Regions from separate parts of the Mus musculus genome. Here region 2 is linked to region 1. A link is a contact called in public Micro-C data. All regions are on one chromosome and are shown on one strand. Each heading gives the region's core, a stretch centred on a gene start, on an enhancer-like site or on the middle of the called end of the contact. The rest is flanking DNA. Distances are from core to core; before and after follow the strand shown.

The links. Hi-C and Micro-C count contacts between places; a contact is called where the count stands out from the background.
Region 2: a contact with region 1 is called in a Micro-C map of muscle stem cells, with 4 times the contacts expected there. The contact joins two enhancer-like sites. A contact is called at or near these places in 17 of 484 Hi-C or Micro-C datasets (the AtT-20 cell line, the C2C12 cell line, the HPC-7 cell line and 10 more).

The regions. Positions count from the first base shown.
Region 1 is chr3:127,998,697-128,005,033 of GRCm38.p6, forward strand. No RefSeq gene overlaps it. Among named protein-coding and RNA genes, the nearest start is that of Gm35667, 31 kb to the left of the region's middle. Within about 2 kb of position 3,610, at least 6 of the 459 cell types and tissues checked have an H3K27ac peak or open chromatin away from gene starts, as enhancers often do. A contact at or near this core is called in muscle stem cells, where this site is marked.
Region 2 is chr3:128,079,168-128,086,261 of GRCm38.p6, forward strand. No RefSeq gene overlaps it. Among named protein-coding and RNA genes, the nearest start is that of Gm35667, 110 kb to the left of the region's middle. Within about 2 kb of position 3,459, at least 4 of the 459 cell types and tissues checked have an H3K27ac peak or open chromatin away from gene starts, as enhancers often do. A contact at or near this core is called in muscle stem cells, where this site is marked.

The sequences.
Region 1 (6,337 bases), core at 2,360-4,859:
AGGCTTAAGTACACTTAAGGTGTTTTTTTTTTTTTTTTTTTTTTTTTTTTTTTTTTTGTCTACAAGAGCTTGTGCACATAACTTATCTGAATGGATTTGACGAACAGCTAGATGCCAGGTAGAATTAACACATTTCATCCTGAGTGTTCTGTATAATTAAGGCTTGTTTAAACTGGTTCTCTTTCCTTGCAGAATAAATGCTTAGCTAGCAGGACAATCTGTGATTTTAATGACTGTTTCTCACAGATCTTTGAAGATATATAAAGCCTGATAAATATAAGGGTGTAGAAGCCACCCCGCAGCTGTGTGTTCCGTGTCCGCATTTTGGTTCTGTAGAGTGATGGTGCCTCTTCCTGTTGGGAGTCACTGCTTTATCTATCACTAGGGGAATGGCTAGTGAAGTCCTTTAACCTGCTGGGTAACAAGAGTAATTTACTGAAGGAAAACTGGATTTTTGACTGTGTATTAGATCCTGTGAGTAAATTGTGGGGATTATAAATGTACATATGAAATATATTCCTTTCTAAATTGATGCTTTCTTGGAGTGTATGCGAAGTATAATCATGAACCTGTGAATAAAAATGAAAGCAGAGAATTGCAAGTTGATAGAGATTATTTGAAAATTCCGTAATAGAAAAATAATTATTCCATAACAATCTAGTTATAACGCAGGCAAACTAAAGACAACAGACATATCCCAGTCTTCTTCGAGGCTATGAGCATTTGTGTTGTATATTGTTACAAAAATTATATGATATTCCTGACTTGGGTCTTAAGATATTTCTAAAGAACAAAAAAAGGTATATATGTATTCAGCTTCATCCATGCAAAAGAATAAAATGTCCTGGGGTCGAGGAACATGAGGAGATTTTACAAATGTGATTTAAGGATCCTGTGAAATGTAGATGCAGCAGCCTTGGCCCGCTCAACTTTAAATCTGTTTGTTACACCAGCATAATCTCACTGGAATGCATCTTTGACTGTGCTGATTGGTCATAATTCTGAATTTTCAAGTTTCTCTCTGGCCTAAGCATCTACAGCAGCATCTCAAACACTTTTCTCAGAAGCTACTTGTGTTGGTTTGAATGATAATGGACCTTGTAGATATATTTGAGGACTTGGTTCCTAGTTGGTGGAACTGTTTGGGAAGGATTAGGAGATGTGCCCTTGTTGGAGGAGATGGTCTACTGGGGCAGGTGATCTCTCTCCCTCTCCCTCTCCCTCTCCCTCTCCCTCTCCCTCTCCCTCTCCCTCTCCCTCTCCCTCTCCCTCTCCCTCTCCCTCTCCCTCTCCCTCTCCCTCTCCCTCTCCCTCTCCCTCTCCCTGCCCCCCCCCCCCCCCCGTCTTTCAGCTATGGTTCCAGAGCCATGACTGACTGCCTACTGCTGCCATGCTCCCCGACATAATAGTTATTGATTGTAACCCTTCAGGACCACGGGCTCCAAATTAAATGCTTTCTTTTATCAGTTTCCTTGGTTACAGTGTCTTGTCACAGCAATAGAAAGTTCACCAAGGCACCACTGAGTTGTTCCCCTCCTCTGTCCATCACTGACTGATCCAGTCTTTTCACTTTGATATCCTACCACGTCTCCCTTTTATGTGATCTTGGCAGAGCCTTAAGGCATATTGCTATGTCAGGACACCTAACCTACCAGCCTCATTAGTTTTCATTTCTTCTAGAAAAGCTATTCTACTTTGTTTTTCTTTTGAGACAGGATCTTGCTGTGAGCTTTGGTTGCTGAGCTTACTGTGTAGCCTAGGTTGGCTTAGAACCCATCATTCTTCTTCAGCCTCCTGAGTGCTGGGATCCCAGATAAACACCACGACGCCTGCATATTATTTTTCTGATGTAGGAAGAGCAGGTTCTATTCTAGGTTGCAATAATTTTCATAGACACCTTTTCTTTCCCTGTTCCCTCAAAGGGGAAACTTGTTGGAAGTCCTCTGTATGACTCACATGAACTTTCCTTTTCATTGTTTTACATGTATGTGTGCACGTATGTATGCATGCATGTGTGTATATGTGCATGCATATGTATGTGTATATGTATGCATGCATGTGTATGTATGCATATGTGTATGTATGCATGTGTGTATGTATGTATGTGTGTATGCATGCATGTATATATGTGTATGTATGTGTGTATGCATGTGTGTATATATGCATGTATGTATATGTATGTGTATATGTATGCATCCATGTATGTATGTATGTATGCATGTATGTGTATATATATGTATGCATGTGTGCATGCATGTATGTGTGTATGTATGTATGTGTATGTATGTGTATATGTATGTGTATGTATGTATATATGTTGTGTGTATACATGTTGTTTATACATTGCTAGTTATGTAGTACTACACAGGCTGAGGACCCTGACTGGTGCAGTCCTGTACAGGTCTTGTGCATGCTGTCTTAGTCTCTGTGAGTTCCTATGAGCTTTCCTCGTGTTGATTTACAGGGTCTTGTTTGCTTGGTGTCCTCCATCCCCTCTGGTGCTTACATTCTTTCTGCTTCCTCTTCTGATGACTCTAGAGGGGGAGAGTTTTGATGGAGATCTCTCGTTTAGGGCTGAGTGTTCTGAGATCTTTCATTCTCCATAATGTCTGGTTGTGGGTGTATGTATTTGTGCCTATCTGATGCAGGGGGAAACTTCTCTGATGTTGACTGGGCAACACATTAATGTACACGTACAGCAAAATGTCACCAGGAGTCATTTCATTGCTATATTTTGTTGTAGTTGTGGTTCCACAGAGCAGTAGTATTTGGTTTTGCCTCAGGTCCCTGGATCATCTAGTCTTAGGTTCTTGGTTACCTAAACAGTGCTAGGTATGGCGGCATAGGCTCCATCCCATGGAGTGGGCCTTCAGTCAAATCAGATATTGTTTGGTTATATTCCCACATGCTGTGTGCTGCCATTTCTCTAGCATTCTTATGAGGACACAACTGTAGATCTGTAGGTTTTGTAGCTAGTTTAGTGTTTATCTTTTTCCTTTGGTGGTATGCAGAGTACCTTCACTGTAATTTATCTGAGACAATGCAAAGTTTTTATTAATTTACACAGGCTCTCATTTGAGACTCATGTGTAATTTAGCCTTTGGTATTTTATCTTAAGCTTAGTTACTATTACAGGAGGGAAGCACAGTAATGTGAGCTTGCATGCACCCAGAACTAGCCGCAGTTGATAGCAATTTTACTTTAAAATTCTAAGCAATATAGGAGTAGAATTGCATTTAACCCACAAGCCAGCAGCTCACAGGGGATCAGTGGTAAACTGTGAAGCAATGTTCTAAAATTTCATTTGGGATGTAAATATACTTTCTAAATTAAACTACTTATAAGGAAATCAGGGATTCCTCATCTGGCCACTAGGTGTCAGGAAAGCTCCATTCTAGAAACTTCTGGTGGGGGAAGGGGACACGGTGTAGTCCATTTGAGGACATCTGCTGTTCACAAAGGTAAAGCAAACAAAGTAAAACACAACAACAACAATAACAATAGCAACAGCAACAGCAAAGCCCAACCATCTTACAAATACACAGACTGCCCAGTGAAGGGCCTTACGCAGAGGACCAGAGAACTAACACCAGTCACCAACGGTGCAAAAGTCTACTTGTGGCCACAGTGGTAAGTCCCTCCTTTTGTTACTATGTTCTATGTGTCCACACACATAATAATGGTGTCCACAGTGGCTCCTGGGTTCCTATTTCCTCACATCCCACCTGGTGGTGCGCCCTCTCAGATGACCCTTTTTGTCGTTTTGGGTTCACGGGTTTCCTCTGGCAATTGGGCAGTTAACTGCATGAAGGGCAGTGGGTTATAAGGTCAAGCCCCCACGCCTCACGTTCCAGAAGGTCTCAAATAGACATGGCTTCCCGTTTACAGTCTTACTTTTCAGCAATATATGTCACTAAAGATGGCTGGGCCTCAGACCCCCACCTCTCTCTATGCTTTCTACAGAGGATGCACAGAGAACAACTCACGTTTGTTTGTGTGCATTTGGACAATGCCTGGCTATGAAGACTCTTACACTGGAGAGAGTCTCAGCACATCATTGTAACATAACTGTGTGGAAAGGATAAATAAAAGAGGGAGCTGGCTGTGTGGTGACTCCTGAGGGAAAGCCAGGATGAGAGCAAGGGGAGAGCCCTCGCCCATCTTGAGTGTAGTTCCGTGGCTTCCGGGGGATTGGTGAGGGTGCTCTTGCCCTGCTTACGACGGCTTTCAGAAGTTTTCTGTAAAATTTGAACAAAAAGACTGAAGATGAGACACACAAAAAAGGGAAAGTCTAGTGAGTAAAAGGATTTACTTCAATAACTCCCCAAATCCTACCCCCAAGTGCGAGGATCATCTCAGTGCTGCACAGCCGCGAGCGAGCAAGCGAGCGAGCGAGCCGGGCCCTGACACTGTGGTGCGAGACCATGATTCATACGAAAGGCAGCATAATTACTGTGAAGAGCAGATTGGATTTCCAAATGAGGAAAGCGCATTCTAGTTCTTTCTTGGCTACGGATAAACACAATTGATTTATGATGAATATGAGGGTCCTGGTTATCTGGCAAATGTATTGTATTTCATGTCGAATAAGCTTAGAGATTTTTTTTTATTTTTTTATTTTTTGCATGTCTACATGAAACCCAATCTGTGCACAACCAGGAGAGCCCGAAGGAATGGTGGCTGGAACTCCTGATGGATGGGAGGAGTGCCACACCGGGCACTCCAGAGGGCAGCATATCTGCTTCCCACCAGCAGTGAGACCACTGTGTGCCTCAGTTTGAATAGCAGAGAAGCGTAGGTTTATATAGCTACTTATCTATTTGTTTACAACTTAAAAATGATGTATTTGACAAATGAGCTTCTGTTTTCTTCAGAGGATACTGAGACTATTTTCTCAGGTCCTGCCTCTCAGGTGATAGCACTCCACAGTAGCTTGCTTGCAGCTCACTTCCAGCCCTCCTCCCGGGGGGTGGGGGTGGGGGTCTCAGATGTGTTTTGGAGAGTCCCATCACTATTGCGTTTCAATGCTGGGAAGAAATTTTGTTAGAGATAGTTCAAAGGCAGAATCTCCATCTTCTCTTAGATTCGTTGCTTCTGCACTGAACTGACAAACCATCTCTTGCTTCATTGGAGCCAGTTCATCCATCTGTTCTTGGCAAGGTGGGTGGTGGGTACACTCAGAAATCTGTCGGATTTCCTGAGTTGGAGTCCCAGCAAGATCAGGTATAAGAAAAGTGACTTCAAACAACCTATTTAATCTCCCCGTTACTTGGTTTTTCTTGTCTTTAAATCTCCTTGGTTTCTTACTGTGATTTATTTATTTATTTATTTATTTATTTATTTATTTATTTATTTATTTATAAATGCAGAGGTAGTTGTCTGAGAAACAGTAAGTGTGCTTTTTGGTCTTTTCAGTTAAAAATATGGCTAATTTATTCTATGTGTTTGAGTGTCTTACCTGCAGGTATATATGGGTATGAACCATGTGTGTACCTGGTGCCCATGGAGGTCAGAAGAGGGCATATTGGTTTCTTGGATCTGGAGCTGTGAGCCACCCCATTGTACACTGGGCACCAAACTCAGGTCTTGGTAAGAACAGAGAGTGCTCTTAACTGATGAGCCATCTCTTTAGACCTCTGCTGTTGGATATTTTCAACAGACCTTGATAAACTGAAGATAGGAGGCTGGAGAAACTTTTTGATCATCTATTTAAGATCTCCTATTCTAAAGATTCAAGGGCAAATGCTTGCCTGGGGGTGGTGACGCACGTCTTTATTCCCAGCACTAAAGAGGCTGAACAGGAACATCTCAAGTTAAGGGTCTGTGGGAGCTACAGGGAAAGGGAGGGCAGGAGCCAGAGACTGAAGTGTCAGAGACTGTTATTTAAAGTCAGTTTCCATAATTTTTTAAAAGGTTGTTCCTCTACCGAGTCACTCTTTCTTCTATAAATAGTCATTCAGAAGAATTGTTAAATCTCCTTTTACTTTAAGAAAATACTTGTTGTGATAAGTGCCAAAGGGACATTAGGAATTAAAGTAGAGTGAATTACGTAATACAAGACAATTGCATTTTAGCATCTACCACAGTTGGCTTAGTGGCATTACTAGCCTTAGGTGAGCGAGGCTTGTTTCTCTTCTGTGTGAAAAGAAATACAGACAAGAGTATCCAGGGCTTTTCTGATATCTATTACAGCCAGCAGGCACCTGGGCTCTTTTTACCACCACATGTCACCATTTTGTAAATGGCTTTTATCTTCAAAGTCACCTTGCCTGCTAAGAGAACAGCTTGGGGTTAATGCTTTGCCTCCCAGACTGCAGGAAGGAGGAGGAGAAGAAGA
Region 2 (7,094 bases), core at 2,209-4,708, 80 kb after region 1:
GGAACTGTGTCTTTTTGACCCTCGTGTCTCCTTTATTTCACCTACTGATAACCTACAGACATAGAAGCATGTTTTTTTCTTGACAGTTAAGTTCAGCAGAAGAGTGGGCCCAGCGGCCTGTCATTGAGCGGCAGTGGTGGAGGTTTTTTGAGCAAGTGCTGCTGCTGGAGGAAGCCATTTATCTGTACATAGGTCAATTGTTGACTTAAAGGGAAATATTTAAGTGACCTAATATTTGTTTTTAAATGAGACTAAAATATTTTAGAGAAATAATTTAAATATTTTATATAATTCTTTTGAAGACATATCAGGAATGATGGGGGCTTTGGGAAAATGGGGATAGTGAAAAGAGGTCAGAGGTCATACAGAAGGTCAGAGGTGACCTCACCCCTCATCACCCTCTTCTAATGCCATTCAAAAATTCCTTCTTGCTTGCCAAGTAATGCAGATTCAGATTCAAAGATCAAGAATTGCTTTGAAGTAAAAAAGAATTTCCAAAGAAATCCTGGATGTTTCGCCTGTCCATAAATAAATGGAGAGGGTTTTGAAGTTTTCTTTTGGGAGCAAGTGGCTGTCTTTTTTGCATACGTTCATTTGCTTGCTCTTTCTCTCAGTACCCATGAGGGATTTAATGAAACAAACCTGACTTTTGCTTTCAGGAGACACACAGGAGACAACAGTATACTAACAGTCCGAGAATATCACCATACATTAGAAAAATGGGCTCTAAGCCAGTTTTGTTCAACCTTTATCTAATCTCAAGACAGTGATAAGAATTGAAATGGGCTCTGAGAAAATCTGCAGAGAATTTATGATGATAATAACAAAGTGCAGAGAAGCAAGGAAGAAACCCACATTTAATTTGCATAAAATTTAAATACAAAATTTGCATAAAGATCCAGAAACCTGAGACACTCCACCAAGGCTTTTGATTATCATCTGTTCAAATTGTAAGGAGCTCCCGTCAGAGGGTGCTTTCACGGATAACAGACAACCATCTTAGAATATTTTTATGATTTAAAAATTTTAAACATCGAAAGTTTTAGGAATCATAAACCTCAAAATTTTCTCTTAGTAACAACTAAGGTACAAAGCTATCTTGTGATAATGTAAACAGATATAGAATTGTTGAACCAGAATTTGTCTCATGAAGTATGCAAAAGAAATGTATGTAATCCATAGAAATTCATAAGTAGTCACTGGAGTCACCCTGCTCCTCACATGTACACTACTAAAAAGGCTCATATATCACATCAAACAGAAGTATCGGGTAAAGGTGCTGGTCAGAGGCTGCTGCTGGGCTGGGTGCCCTCTGGGCCCCAGCCAATCCTCTGCAGCTGTGTTTTGCTTAAGTCCATGGTCACCTAGAACTTGACAGGAGGGTTGTGATCTGCTGTTGGCCAGTGAAGCAGATGTTCAAATCATGTGACACAGGGGGCAGCGGAGCACAGGCCACAGTAGAGCTAGATACCTCTTGGGTTTTGCTGCCAGTAGGAAGCATAGAACACACAATCCATCTTTAGCCTGCTGGAGCATCCCTTGAAGAGCTCTGGCCAAAGCTACTCATTGCAGGTGCTTGACGGGGAAGTCTGTGCACTCCGGGTTCTCTGATTGAAGAGGTGCTGATAATATAGTTATAGCACTCCGTTGCTTAGTTGTAGCACGTGAGTTGGGCACTTAGAGCCCAGTGCATTCTTTTTATCAGTATAATTTTATTTTTTGTGTGCGTGCATGATTGGAGAGTGTGAGTTTGTTAAGGGGGTGACACAGGTGTGGACGGCAGAGGACAGCCTTGGGTGTCAGTACTCATTTTCCACCAGAACATAGTCTCTACTGATACAGAAAGCAGTCTTAAAAAAGGAAACAAATGTTGCATTTTGGAGTTGCTAATTAACCCCCTCTGCGGTAATTTGTTGTGTGAGCATACAAATTCATTTTTACAAAATAGAGACTAAAATACAGAAAGTTTTTCCTTCTTGTAAGTACTAAGTGATGTGAATACCAGGTTAAACCTCAGGTTTAACCCACACCTCAGCAGCTTTCTCAGAAATACAGCCATATAGATCTTATGATTCTCAGAAGGAAAGGTCAGGTTCTTGTCTCTCCTTCTCTCCTTCCCTTTCCCTCCCTTTTCTAACAAACCAGGACGCTCAATGTTTCAACCACAAAGACCCTTCTGTAAAAGCTGTCACTGGGTCCTTGGTTGGCCACCAAGATTTGAGAGAGTCTTTTAGGCCATGATGAGTCAAAATACAACCGACTTTCATTTTTCACTTTGGTAGCTAGAGAAATGACTTAGCAGTGGCAATGTGATCAAAATTTAGTGGCAACCCCCGGGGACATTATGCAATGATTCAGCCCTAGTGATTGACCCTGTGACCTTTTAAATTTGTCTAACATGTCCATGAAGTTGGAATTTGGTCATGTGGTCTCAAAAAGTCAACAACCTAGCTATGTAGGTAAAAAATACTCTTTCCCAATCTAAAGGGATCAGGCCTGCCCTTGGAGTCTTCAATGGTTTTGAACAGGACTGTTTGGACTGGATGAAAGCAGGCAGCACATGCTAAATGCTACTAGCTTTCAATGCTGTGAAGGTATAGGACATTTCATCCTCTTGGAAGACAGGGAGGGGGGGGGTCTAATCCTTGTAAGGAAATCTGAACTAGAAGAAAGTCAGTGCAGCTTAAATTAGTGACAAGGTCAAGATCCAAGTCCAAGGAACTTGGTTTTAGGATTTATCATCCAACCACATCACTGTCCTGGGTGCTGAAGGAAGAAAGTTGCACAGAGCTCTTGGTTAGTTTTGTTGTGTACATATTGTTATATTCCAGTTGTCTGTGTAATCGGATAGAGTTTTAAACAGATTTTCATCCAGTGTTGTGTCTCAATAATTATTCAGTTCTTGCTTTTTTTTTTTAAACTTGAATTCAAGATGTGTTATTCCTCCAGAATCCAATTCAAGGTTGTTGTTTCTCCAGATGCTCATCTGGATGAATCAGACCCTGCCTGGACCGTAATGGCCAAGATGAGCTCCGATGGTGGCCTGTGTGCTGAGATCCCCCATGCTCACAGTGATGTCTGCTGTCCGAGCTCAACTTGTGTCCTGTACAGAAACTCACTAGGATTACTTTCCCGGTGGACTCTGGGCATGACTCTCCACAAGCCTCACTCCTGGATGGGATGTCTACCCTTTTTTGGACAGAAATATAACTTTGGGGCCTCTTAAGCAAACCCAGTATCAGAAGTGTGAGGAAGGGCGATTAGAACGAGGAGCAACAGCAAGAGCCGTTGAGCTGTTTGAATCTGTTGGCAGAAAAGATTAGAGAAGAAAATGTATCTCCAAGACTGATTATGTGGATAGCCTTCGCCATGATACAAGGGCTTTGGCATGGCCAGGCTGTCACGAGCTTGGCTGTGGTTGTGAGATCACTACTCCTTTCTTCTACATTCCTGGCTGAGAGTCAAATTCAGAGAGGTGGCGGGCTGAGGCTGGGTGCAGCTGTCAGCATGTCTGTGGGCATCCGAGGAGGCGTGATGATGGCCCCCACACAGCAGGGAGTAGACTTGGACCCTCCTTTTCACACCAGGACTCAGGGAAAAGTGGGTCAAGGTCAGCTCAAGCAGCTCCACTGAGGGAGGGCTTGACCTTCACCTAGTGGTCATTGCGCATGGGTGGGCCACTCTTTTCAGGTTAGGGACCCTTAGGACTGACAGTTTTCTCTGTATAGAACTGTGGGTCTTCCTAACAGATTCCTTTATAGATAGAAATGAACCCTGTTGGATATACTTTCAGAGAGAAAACTGAAACTTCAAAGGGATTTCATATAACTATAGGAGGGATTTCAAAATATGAGCTAATGGCTAATTGTTCTTAAGGGCAGGAGAATGAGAACAGTCAATAGTAAGGTTCATTTCAACCTACCTTGAGCATTCGCAATTCTGAATTACTCCAACATGCAACAATAGGATCGATGTTGGGAAGGCTCGATGGATGAAAATGTTCTCTGTGAAGCCTGAAGGGCTGGATACACCCTGATGAACTCCACATGTGTTCTGAACATGTCTGCACTCAAGTGTGCTATTCTCACACAATAATATATACAAGCATTTTTAAGAGGAGGATATTTCCACTTAGAATACTTAGCACCATTTTTTTTTTTTTTTTGAGACAGGGTTTCTCTGTGTAGCCCTGGCTGTCCTGGAACTCACTTTGTAGACCAAGCTGGACTTAAACTCAGAAATCCGCCTGCCTCTGCCTCCCAAGTGCTGGGATTAAAGGCGTGTGCCACCACACCTGGCTAGCACCATTTTTTAACACAGAAAATTTCCCTTCTTATTTTCCTTAATTATTAGATGAAGAGTTAGATAATTTTACCCAGGCTTAGGCTAAGGTATGTAATTTAATTTCCCTATTTCTGAATATCCACTATGATATTAGAATACAGCAAGACTACTGGTATGTCATAAGGTTAAATATGTCATTCTGTCTAATTATTTATACAAATAAATTATTTTTTATAGAACTAAAATATGAGGACTTTCTAGTTTTAACATATGCTATGAACACGAGAACATAAAAATATAAAGTTCAAATTCTAAACAGTAAATTGTTTAAGCAGTTTGTGGCCATTTTTAAAAAGTGCTGTTTCTAAAGCAGAGAATCAGAGCTGAGAAACAACTTGGGTTCAGCGGGCCTGGACCAGGTAATGAGGCATCTCAGCTCAGCCTCCTCATCCAAAAGTAGTGGAGGTAACTGTGTGTGTGTGTGTGTGTGTGTGTGTGTGTGTGTGTGTGTGTGTGCATAAACAATAATCCAATCTAATATTTATAATTTGCCAAGCACCATACTGAAAACATAGCACTGAATAACTTTTTGACCGTGATAATGATATGTGATAGTATGACTACTGGGCTCAGGAGATGGGTCAATAGATAGAGCTTGCTTTTCAAGCATACTGATATGGGTTTGAGCCTCAGAACCCTTGTGAGAAACTAGGCACAGTGGACTCGTTACCCAGTACTGGGGAGCTGAGGACAGGTGGGACTCACTGGCCAGCCAGTCTGCTTGGTGAATTCTGGGCCATCTATCTCAATAAAAGGTGGGTAGAGTCTGAGGAATGATTCCCAGGGCTGATCTCTTACATCCACATGCACACACATGTATACACACACACACACACATACACACATACACACACACACACACACACACATACACACACACACACATACAGAGAGAGAGAGAGAGAGAGAGAGAGAGAGAGAGAGAGAGAGAGAGAGAGAATTCAGGACCACTTTTCATACCAGAAGAGATGTTTCACTGCATAAGTATGGGTAATGATGTTGCAGAGGACCTGTGCTTGGTTCATAGCACACATGTTGGATGGCTCACACTTCCTGTGACTACAGGAGGATCTGATGTCTCTGGCTTCCTTGGATACTTGCTCACTTGTGCATGCAAATATCCTCTCATCCATTCATATAATCCAAGTTTCATTATTTTACCTACTTAATTATAATGTTTTCTACTAAATATTATTTTCAAATTAAGGGATTTTGTGCATTCCAAGATTGTTTGAAAGTCTACTAATTGATTAAAAACTTTTAATGATCCTATGTAGTGTATATAATAAAATACTTTGCTGTTTTGTCACTAATCTGTGTAAAAATATTCCACTGCCTTAATTAAAAAATAATAATAATGAAGTTTGATGAAATACAACTCACTAGTTCTTCATTGAGAAAGGCTGTCATGGGAAGTGAAATATTATCTTTTCCATCAGGAAACCCCACTCTCTCCATTTCTTATTGTTTTACTTATAAAAATAACAACTATGTCAGTCATTTAAACATCTGTGGAACAGGAAGAGAAAATCGGTTTTCAGCCTCATTATTCTTAAAACACAAAACATTTGTGACTAAACGCCATTGCTTCCTGCCACAAAACTTTCCAGGTTTTGCAGCAACCAAGTCATTGTTTTGCAATGTACAAGCACTCTGACACTGTCCATGAGGAGAGAGTTGCTTCTCTTGGTGGAGGCTCAGTCCTATAGACTGCCACTCCCTTCAGAGGACATTCCAAGTCCAGGTTATCACTTGCTCTGTCAGCTGAAGGGTTTTAAGGGAGTTCCCATGACCTTCTCCTTGGGTTGGACCATTTAATAGAGGAGTTTCCCGAACTCAGATAAACAATTTACTTCCTAAATTCCACATTCATTATAAACGTCCCTGCATAAAACTGTCGTATAAATGACAGACACAGTGAAGAGATGTGTTCGGACTGGGGGAGTTCCCTGTTCTCGTCAGGAACACCACCTTCTCAGCACCCCTAGCAATCCGGAAGCCCCGCAAACTCTGTTCTTTCTGGTGTGTGGTGTGACTGTCCATAAGCACGGCTGGTGAAGTGTGGCCCCATGGTTAGGAGCTTTCCTTACGTTACTTCATTAATATAAACAGTGTGGTGTGGTTAAACTGGACTCCTTAGGAATAAGAAAAGCTGCACACATGGATCTTTCTTTCTTTCTTTCTTTCTTTCTTTCTTTCTTTCTTTCTTTCTTCATATTTATTATTATTATTATTTTTTAAAGTGATGGGCACCCCATTCTGGGATGGTGTGGCCCATCTGATATCATCTGATATCCAGTGTGCATTCAAGGACTGATGGCTCCAATATGTAGTTTTTTTTTTTTTCCCATTGCAGTTCATGGAGAATACTCTACTGTCTACCCATCCACTTGTCCGTCTGGACCTGGACTGAACCAGTTTCCCACTCTGAATCTAATTTACCCTTTTCACCTTCAAATTTTCTTCTCTTTTTCTTCTTCTTCTTCTTCTTCTTCTTCTTCTTCTTCTTCTTCTTCTTCTTCTTCTTCTTCTTCTTCTTCTCTCTCTCCTTTCCTCTCTCCCTCCTTCTCTCTCTTTCCTCTCCCCTCCCTCCCTCCCTCCCTCCCTCCCTCCCTCCCTCCCTCCCTCCCTCCCTCCCCCTCCCTCCCTCCCTCCCCCTCCCTCCCTCCCTCCCTCCCTCTTTCTTTCTTTCTTTCTTTCTTTCTTTCTTTCTTTCTTTCTTTCTTTCTTTCTTTCTAAAGATTTATTTA